Regions from separate parts of the Arabidopsis thaliana genome. Here region 1 is linked to region 2. A link is a contact called in public ChIA-PET data. All regions are on one chromosome and are shown on one strand. The core of a region is the stretch at or near the end of the contact, and the rest is flanking DNA. Distances in the headings are between cores, read along the strand shown. Region 1 holds the start of AT3G11420 (beta-1,3-N-acetylglucosaminyltransferase lunatic protein, putative (DUF604)). Region 2 holds the start of PIRL9 (plant intracellular ras group-related LRR 9).

Evidence for each region. ChIA-PET counts read pairs in DNA pulled down with a chosen protein or histone mark.
Region 1: an H3K4me3 ChIA-PET map of shoot shows a contact between it and region 2, with 10 read pairs. The contact joins the promoter of AT3G11420 here to the promoter of PIRL9 in region 2. A contact is called at or near these places in 5 of 26 Hi-C or Micro-C datasets (leaf, root, rosette leaf and 2 more) and 1 of 2 datasets of contacts at active chromatin or transcription factors (shoot).

Annotation. Positions count from the first base shown.
Region 1 is chr3:3,589,581-3,593,283 of TAIR10.1, reverse strand. AT3G11420 (beta-1,3-N-acetylglucosaminyltransferase lunatic protein, putative (DUF604)) reads right to left here and starts at 2,033. Exons shown (of 3, transcript NM_111975.5): 1 at 584-2,033. The coding sequence starts at 1,450. AT3G02405 (a long non-coding RNA gene) reads left to right here and starts at 3,477. Exons shown (of 1, transcript NR_140908.1): 1 at 3,477-3,703. It also overlaps AT3G11415.
Region 2 is chr3:3,552,966-3,557,217 of TAIR10.1, reverse strand. It overlaps PIRL9 (plant intracellular ras group-related LRR 9), which reads left to right and starts at 2,375. Exons shown (of 3, transcript NM_111967.4): 1 at 2,375-3,224; 2 at 4,011-4,177. The coding sequence starts at 2,523. It overlaps UGT76B1 (UDP-Glycosyltransferase superfamily protein), which reads right to left and starts at 664. Exons shown (of 2, transcript NM_111968.4): 1 at 25-664. The coding sequence starts at 490.

The sequences.
Region 1 (3,703 bases), core at 784-3,283, 36 kb before region 2:
ATGATTAAAAGCTATGTATCTGAACATGACAGTATCATGTGCTCCACCAATAAATTAAACCCACGAATTTAGAAACAATTTTCTGCCACATTCATGGACCACAACAAACAAGAACCACTCACTAAAACTAAATAAACTTATAAAATTTGGGAAAACGGTCGGAGAGCATTTATATCAAGCAATGAACTAAGAGTACTTAACGTAAAAACTGTAACTGCAATCAACTAAGAGTACTTAACATATATAAGTCGAATAGAGGGAAAAAGGTACTAATGTCCATAATTGAATGACTAATATTTTCCTTTTTGGTCAACAATTTTGTGACTTTATTCAATAAATCCACTCCAACATGCTTTTTCTAGCAGACTAACACTAAGCAAGTGGATTAGTGATAATTAATTTTTGACCCCATAAGTTTATGAGAATCCACGTGGCAAGAATCCACTTAAATCACCGAGAAATTCAGCATCTAATAAAACCCTTTTGAATTTGTCGGGCTCCAAAATTCTAGCTCAAAACGGTTCGACACGTGTATAAACATTAACCAATTAGATAACGGACACGTGCATAACAACAGACGTACCTGATGAAAACCGCGTTCTTCGGTGAACGGAACGCCGATCTCGCTGATGCAAGACGCGATTCTCTGATCAGAACCGTAAAAATAGAAATAACGTTGGAGACAATCATCCATCGCGGCGGCCAAACGCGCCGCTAATGGACGGCTCAGAGCGAAACCACCGCCGCCAAACGCCATATCGTACGCGTGCATCACGTCTTGCTCGACGCTCTCTGAGTTTCCTCCGATGTACCACATCTGCTCGTGGTCGTACTTTGAGAGAACCTTGACGAGATTCTCGGTGAAGAAGACGGTATCGTCATCTCCCATGACGAACCACCGGACATTTGGTAGATTTAACCGATAACTATCCCAGATTATACGAGCGATTCGAACCGCGGCTCTTGAGCTGGAGAATTTGAATCGAGTCCAGCCTGGATCAGAAACTCGAGTCGGGATCGAGAATCTGACATCGGAGTGATTTTCAGGGATTTTCACCGGTTCATCGAGCCAGACGAAGCCACGTGTCGTGTTTCGCCACCATAAGGAGATGTACTGGCTCCGATCGATCCATGTCTCAGCTGCTCCGGCGATAGAGAAGAAGATATGGGAGATATTGGTTGGTCCGACGGATGCGGACGGAGGGAGAGCTATGGCTTTTTGAGGTACGGCGGTTAATTTGAGACCGTAGGTGGTGGAATAGTCTCGAGCGGAAGGGGATAAAAAAGTGGCGCGGAGAACAAGAGATACGGAGACGATGAGGCACGTGAGGACGGAGAAACGTGTGAAAAGCACGAGGTAATCACGTGGCCGCTCCGGCATGAAGAAGAAACTGGAAAGCTTTAGAGCCTCGTGTTGGCCGTGCTCTCCGCCGCCGCGATTTGCTTTCATATCTTATTTTTTGTGGAAAATCACTCCGGCGTGAAGGAATTGATATTATTCATCACCGGAGATGGGTTAAGTTTACGGGATTGCCCTCTGCATACGCCGCGGGAATGGAGTTTCTGTTACAAATTTACGGAATTACCCCTACGGTGGCTGGATTATTGTTTTGTTTTTTATTTTTAGAAGCTGTTTTTTTTTTGTTTTGCCTTTTTTGGAGTGACAAGCTCTGTGGGATTACACATAAAATGAGAGACGAAGAAGAAGAGGTAGCCACGTGAATAAGATAAAAATGACAGAGTTGTCCTCAGCTTTAGTCAACGATGTGACGACTTTCGAATACTTGTTAATAGATTGTTTTGAAACTCTTTCGAATATATTTGTTAATAGATCGTTTTTCAAGTATAACAGAAGATTATTGCAACCAAATTGCTATCGACTAATAAATAAATTGCCAAGGAGAATATGGTTAAAATGTGTGTTTGAGCTAAAATTAAATATGTAGCAGAATAATAAAATACACTGAAAATTGGATATAGACGAACATACGTGGAAACAACAACAATAGATCAACTCACATCTTTTGGATCATGATTGAAACAAAGATATAATTAAGAATGCTAATATACATGCTTTGATGAATCATGCCTTCTTTTGAAAATCAGTTTATATAATATAAACGCGCACGTCGATGCAAGTCGCCAAATTGTTTTTTTTCCATAAAGTTAAAGTGAATCACGAACGCGTTTTCTTGTTTACGTACAAAATGGGGAGGGGCCGAGTCACAAAATGAATGGGTGCAGTACTGCAGTGCAATCTTAGCTTTTCTATGTCCCTCAAGGCCCAGTACTACATTCAAAATGTGAAATCAACAGTAAATCGATCTTGTGCTGCTGCTTTACAATTTATTTTCTCTCCACAAAGAGTAAATAAAGTTTTCACATGTAGATTTATGAGATAATGTACATAAAGAAAGGCTAATTAAAGACTGAACTAGCTCATGTAACTAACTCTGTCTCTCGTAATAACTCAAAAGAGTATACCTTGCCATCGTTTACTAGATAAACCATTTAAGAAGAAATTAAAGAAGCAGCAAAGAGTAAAGTATTTAATATACATGGCAAAGAATAGCATTTGTTATACCCAATAGACTACAGTTGCCTAAATTGAAAAAAGGCACGTCTCTTAGAGTCCATTGCTTAATAAGAGCCCATTGTAGGCATTTCACTATTGAGTGGACTCTCTCCGAATTGGGTTTATCTTTAACAAACTTGATCCAAATCGATGTTTGTTACTTCATCCTTGTGGGTCTGTATCGTCTCATATCTCTTATGTCGCTTGACTTAGGTGCATATTTGTTAGGGGCTTCTTTTATGGCCCAACGAAAAGTTAAAATATCTGTCTGCTTCTTTTGTGTGCACGCATTTTAAACTTTGCTTTGAGCTTATAGGACCTCAAAGCCGGCACTATATATCCAAATATTATCGATCAATGCAAGAATTGTCGCTAATTAGATGGTTTAAGCAATTGATCTATTCCTAAGAGATTCACATTATTGATCATGGAATAGAATTTACAGAGAATGGGGTAGGTCCTACACCGTCCCAAGTTCTTAAGTAGAAAACAAATCGAATAATTATTTTTAAAAAATTGTGTCGTTTGCTTGCATGTTAGGAAAATGTCATCGTGCATGCCGAATCCACGGAAATATAAAAATATTTTACGCACGCAAATGTCAAAAAGCAGACGCAATTAAATAGGTAACAGTTTTATTTATTTATTTATTATTAATTTATCTTCAAAATATCAAAATCGTCGTTAACTATTCACAAGTGATCTATTGGTTCAATGTTTTGTTATCTTAATTGAGTCATTCCATTGAGATTTCAATAACAATAATTTTGAATATTGAAAATTTAGTTTACAATATTACCCGGTAGAATCCTACTAAGCCGAGAATTAATAATATATATGTGGAATCTCCAATTATAAAAATGAGAACCTTTTTTTTGGGTAAGAGAACGCATAGAAAGAAGTTTTCCTTGTCATGACTCATATGGAAAGAAGTTTCGAAGACATCTAATGTAAGGTTACGTGTACAAAATAGTACAAATATTTTAGTCTCCCCTAATCGAATATTTAATGTAATCAACCTAACTGGCCAACTCTTATAATTATTGACTAATACAAAAACGAAAGTGAAGAGTCGTCATTCATTAAACGAACAAAAAACATGCATAACGTGTCTAGCGAGACCGGTCG
Region 2 (4,252 bases), core at 1,126-3,625:
ATATAAAAGTCAACAAAAGTGTACCTTGTAAAGAAAGATACCCTTTCTCTCGTAAAACATGAAACTTTGAGAAAGCGACGAAAGCTGAGAGGTTAACGGTTCGGAGAACAATCCTCGGGAAATTGAATTTCTCGGTTAAATCGTGAGTGAAGTACCAAAGAGCGTCAACAATCACACAAGCTGCTGTTGGTTCTTCAGATATAAGCTTCTTTAAGCAATCACCAAAAGGAGCAACACACTTGGAATTGAGGTCATGGAGAATCTCGATGACATCGGGATAGGATTCAGGTTCAGACAAGCTATCGGGGATGGATACGAAAGTGAAATGAGGGAAATTGGAAGAGTTTGGAGAGTTGAACTCAGTGTGGATCACAGTGATGGAGAAGCCTCTGTTGAAGAAGATGTTGGCGAGCTGAAACATTGGGTTTAAGTGACCTTGTAAAGGGAAAGGGAAGAGAAAGATCACTGGTTTTGTTTCTCTAGTCTCCATTTTTGTTGTGAATTTCTCTCTGTTTTAGGTCTTGTTCACACAGGTTTGGTTATTATAGATGTGTAAAGAACAACCAAGACAAAAGCTATACGTCAGAAAGATACGTCATTATGCTGATTCGATCTAAAGATATACTATTAAAATTGAGTCTACTTTTTGTTGTTAAATAATGACCAAATGCATGTGGGGTTATCAAATTTCTTACAAAACAATTCATGTTTATCTTTTATTTTATATGTGAAGGTGTTCAATTTGGTATTTTTCTGTTGCTAAATTTAGAAAAAAAGAAGTACAGATTGAGCTGTATAAATGTGGATTTTAGTTCATTTAAAACGCTTCTTTGGTTTAATTTTTAAATAAACTAATTCTTAAGTTTACAGAGTTTTCAAGAAAATAAAGTGTTCTTTTTCTTGTTCCATATGTTTCAGTTGTTGTTTGTGTGTGATAAAAAGTTAAACTCAGATAATTCAACAATTTGAATTCAGTTTTTTTTTGGATATATCATTATCATAGGATTCTGGTTCATCTTATGGCGTATGTAGTAGTCATTATCACTAGCTAGTTATGCTTTAAAATTGAATGATGTATACCAATATTTCGACCATAACTTAGAAAAAAAAACATTTGAGTTATCGATAATCTTAATCGTCTAATGATTAAGAATTTTTTTCGTTAGCTACGATATCCAATAAAAGTCAAATTCAAATTGGTATCCTAATATGAGTTTGTTACTTAGACTGTTATATAATTTTATTCGAAAGTGATGAATGCGAAAATGGTTTTTGTCGAACAAAAACAAAAGGTCAATGCCTTAAAAGGTGAGATGATGACAAAGCAGTGACTGTCATTACAACATAATTCCAAATGTGACTGACTTTGGATTTGGTTTATTTTAGTTTTGTGGACACAACTTGCTTTTATTCAAATCTTTTACTAGACTTGGATTATCTAACTAAGCTCATATTAATAATAGAAATTTTGGCCTGTACTCCTCCGGTGGTTATATGCGTCCACAGTGGGTTTTGTCAAGACACCAACATGAGTGCGAAAGTAGGCGAAAGGTCGATATCACTTGCGACGGTTTTTCATTTTTTTATTTTTTTGGGTTACAACATGTAATAAACGAGTTTAGATTTTTTTTGCTGAAAATAAACGAGTTTAGATGTGTAACACAACTGTTGATCACAAACCATTAAACTATAAAAAGTTATAGAAACTATTTCATTTTGAAGATCCAAAATTTTATCTATGCCCATTACAACATATTCCAGAGCATTCGACACTTTTTTCTGAATACTTTCTAGCTAGGCAATCAAATCTTCGTCTTCAAATCCTAAAAACATTTTTTTTATGAGAACATAACCAAATGGGTAATGGCCAAGTAGTAGTACAAATGGGTCGGTTTTTTTTTGTATCCCGAGTTCAATCATCTTTTCAGATGGAAAAACATTATTAAATAAGAATAGATTAAAAGTCTGTAATTTTCAGAATTATTAAAAAAAAGAGTATACTATTATTTGTCTACTCATTAAATTTGATTGAACTCATAAATTCTTTCATGAGTTTTTTTGATATAGGAATAATAAAATTAAAATCAAGCTGATATGCTTTTTCTTAAATATTTAACCAAGTAAATTGTTTATTTAATTTAAATTATTATAATACGGAAATAAATTTCTTACTTCAAAAGTTTTTTTAAAATTTAGTTTACATTAAAATTTCAAGATAAAAAATACATGGTTTATGTTTAACCGAATTTAAAGTGAAGTAATATTAAGTAAAAAAAAAGATATCTTAACTGTATATTGTAGATTTACTCAGAAAAGATATGAAATTATCTTAATTAAGAGATAACTCATTACTATTTATACTCAGCAACACAAGCTTACACGTGTCAACTTGACATCAGAGAAAACGCAGAGAAGGCGAACACTAACAGAGAACGTGGAGAGACGCAACAAAGCCTGGATCAATCATCATCTTCATCAATTTCCAGATTCAGATTCCAAATCTCCGAAGCTTAACGAAAACAATGGCGGCAGAACCTAACCCTAAGAATTTCCCTGTCCTCTCTTATGTCTTGGCTCGTCTCCCTTCTTTCACCGCCAAATCCCCTTCCTCCTCCGTTCCTCCCTTCGACATCGAACAACCACCACCATCATCATCATCATCATCGATTGAGATCGTCACTCAGATGCCTCACTTAACACAACCAGATGTTCTCGCTTCAATGACAAGTGCGATCTCTGACGTCGCCGAGACTCGATCTATCCTTCGAACCCTAGGACCTAGACCAGATCACGAATCAGTCGATAAGGCTCGTGCTAAACTCTCGGAAATCGAATCGTTCTTATCTGAATCGTTCGAGGATATCGCGTTAACCGATGCGGCGGCGAAAGATGAGAAGAGGAGACAAGAGATGGATCAGGAGAAGACTTGGTGTGAGTCGATTTTGAAGCTTGATGAGGTTCATGCTTCGTATGAGAAGCTTTTGAAAGAAGCAGAGGAGAGGCTTGTTAGGATTTATGAATCTGCTGAGAAGAATGCGGCGGAGGATGAGGAGAATGTTGCGGCTGTGGAGGTTAATGAGGAGGTTGTTGGGATATTGCAGCATGCTTCTGCTAATCCGGTGGATCGTGTTGATTTGTCTGGGAGGAAACTGAGGTTGCTACCTGAAGCTTTTGGGAGGATTCAAGGGTTGCTTGTTCTTAATCTCTCCAACAATAAGCTTGAGGTTAGTTCCAATACAAATTCAAAATAAAAAATTTGCTGCATTGTTACTTATTTTGATCCACTCTCCCGAATGGAATTAAGCTGATTTGTGTTCTCTGGTGGGGTCTGAATCTCTTCTGTGCTTGTCTGTGTTAAAAGGATGGAACTTTGGTTTAGGATTTGAGAATTTAGTACTCGTTAGTGTAGCTTAAAGGTAACATTTTTGGGCACTATACTCTGGTTGATGAGTAATCCCTTAGATAATAAAGAGGGATCACAATGTTACTTGTTCTCTTTTTTTGTTATCTTGGTGATGAACAAGAACAATGCCTTTTTTAATGTGATTCTAAGTGATTCTGCATAAGGACGTCTAGTATGTGTGTACAATGTGATTCGAAGTAATTCCGGTATGTGTGTGCTTGTTTTGTTTTGCATCTTAGATTTTGGCCGGTAGTATATGTAGAGATCCTGGTATGTATGTGCGTGTTTGCTTGTTTTGGTTCTGCATCTTTGATATTGCCTGTTGTATAAAATCTTCAAAGGAATAGGAGTCTTAGAACGCCTAAAAACTGTGTCCAGTTAGTTAGTTAGTGAAAGAGAAGCTACATGTTAAATATTCGCTGTGGTATATCATTTTGGCTTTTGCCAGCGATTGCTGCTGATGTCCATGCTAGCTCTTTTCTTGATAGTTCTGAGGTAGAATCTATGGCTCGAGCTGAATTAGTATTTCTGGATTTCTTAGTGATTAGTGAAAAGTTCAGTTGCTGAGTGTCACTTGTCTTACCTGACTGAGGTTTATGTGCAACAGTCGATTCCTGATTCAATTGCTGGATTGCATAGTCTTGTTGAACTGGATGTCTCCACGAATTCTCTGGAGACATTACCTGATTCCATCGGTTTACTGTCCAAACTAAAAATCCTGAATGTTTCGACTAACAAGCTCACATCCTTGCCTGACTCCATCTGCCGCTGTGGGTACGTATCATATAACAACTCCACTTTGTCAAGTTTGATTTGTGAATCAATTTTCACCACTTCTTATATCAAAAT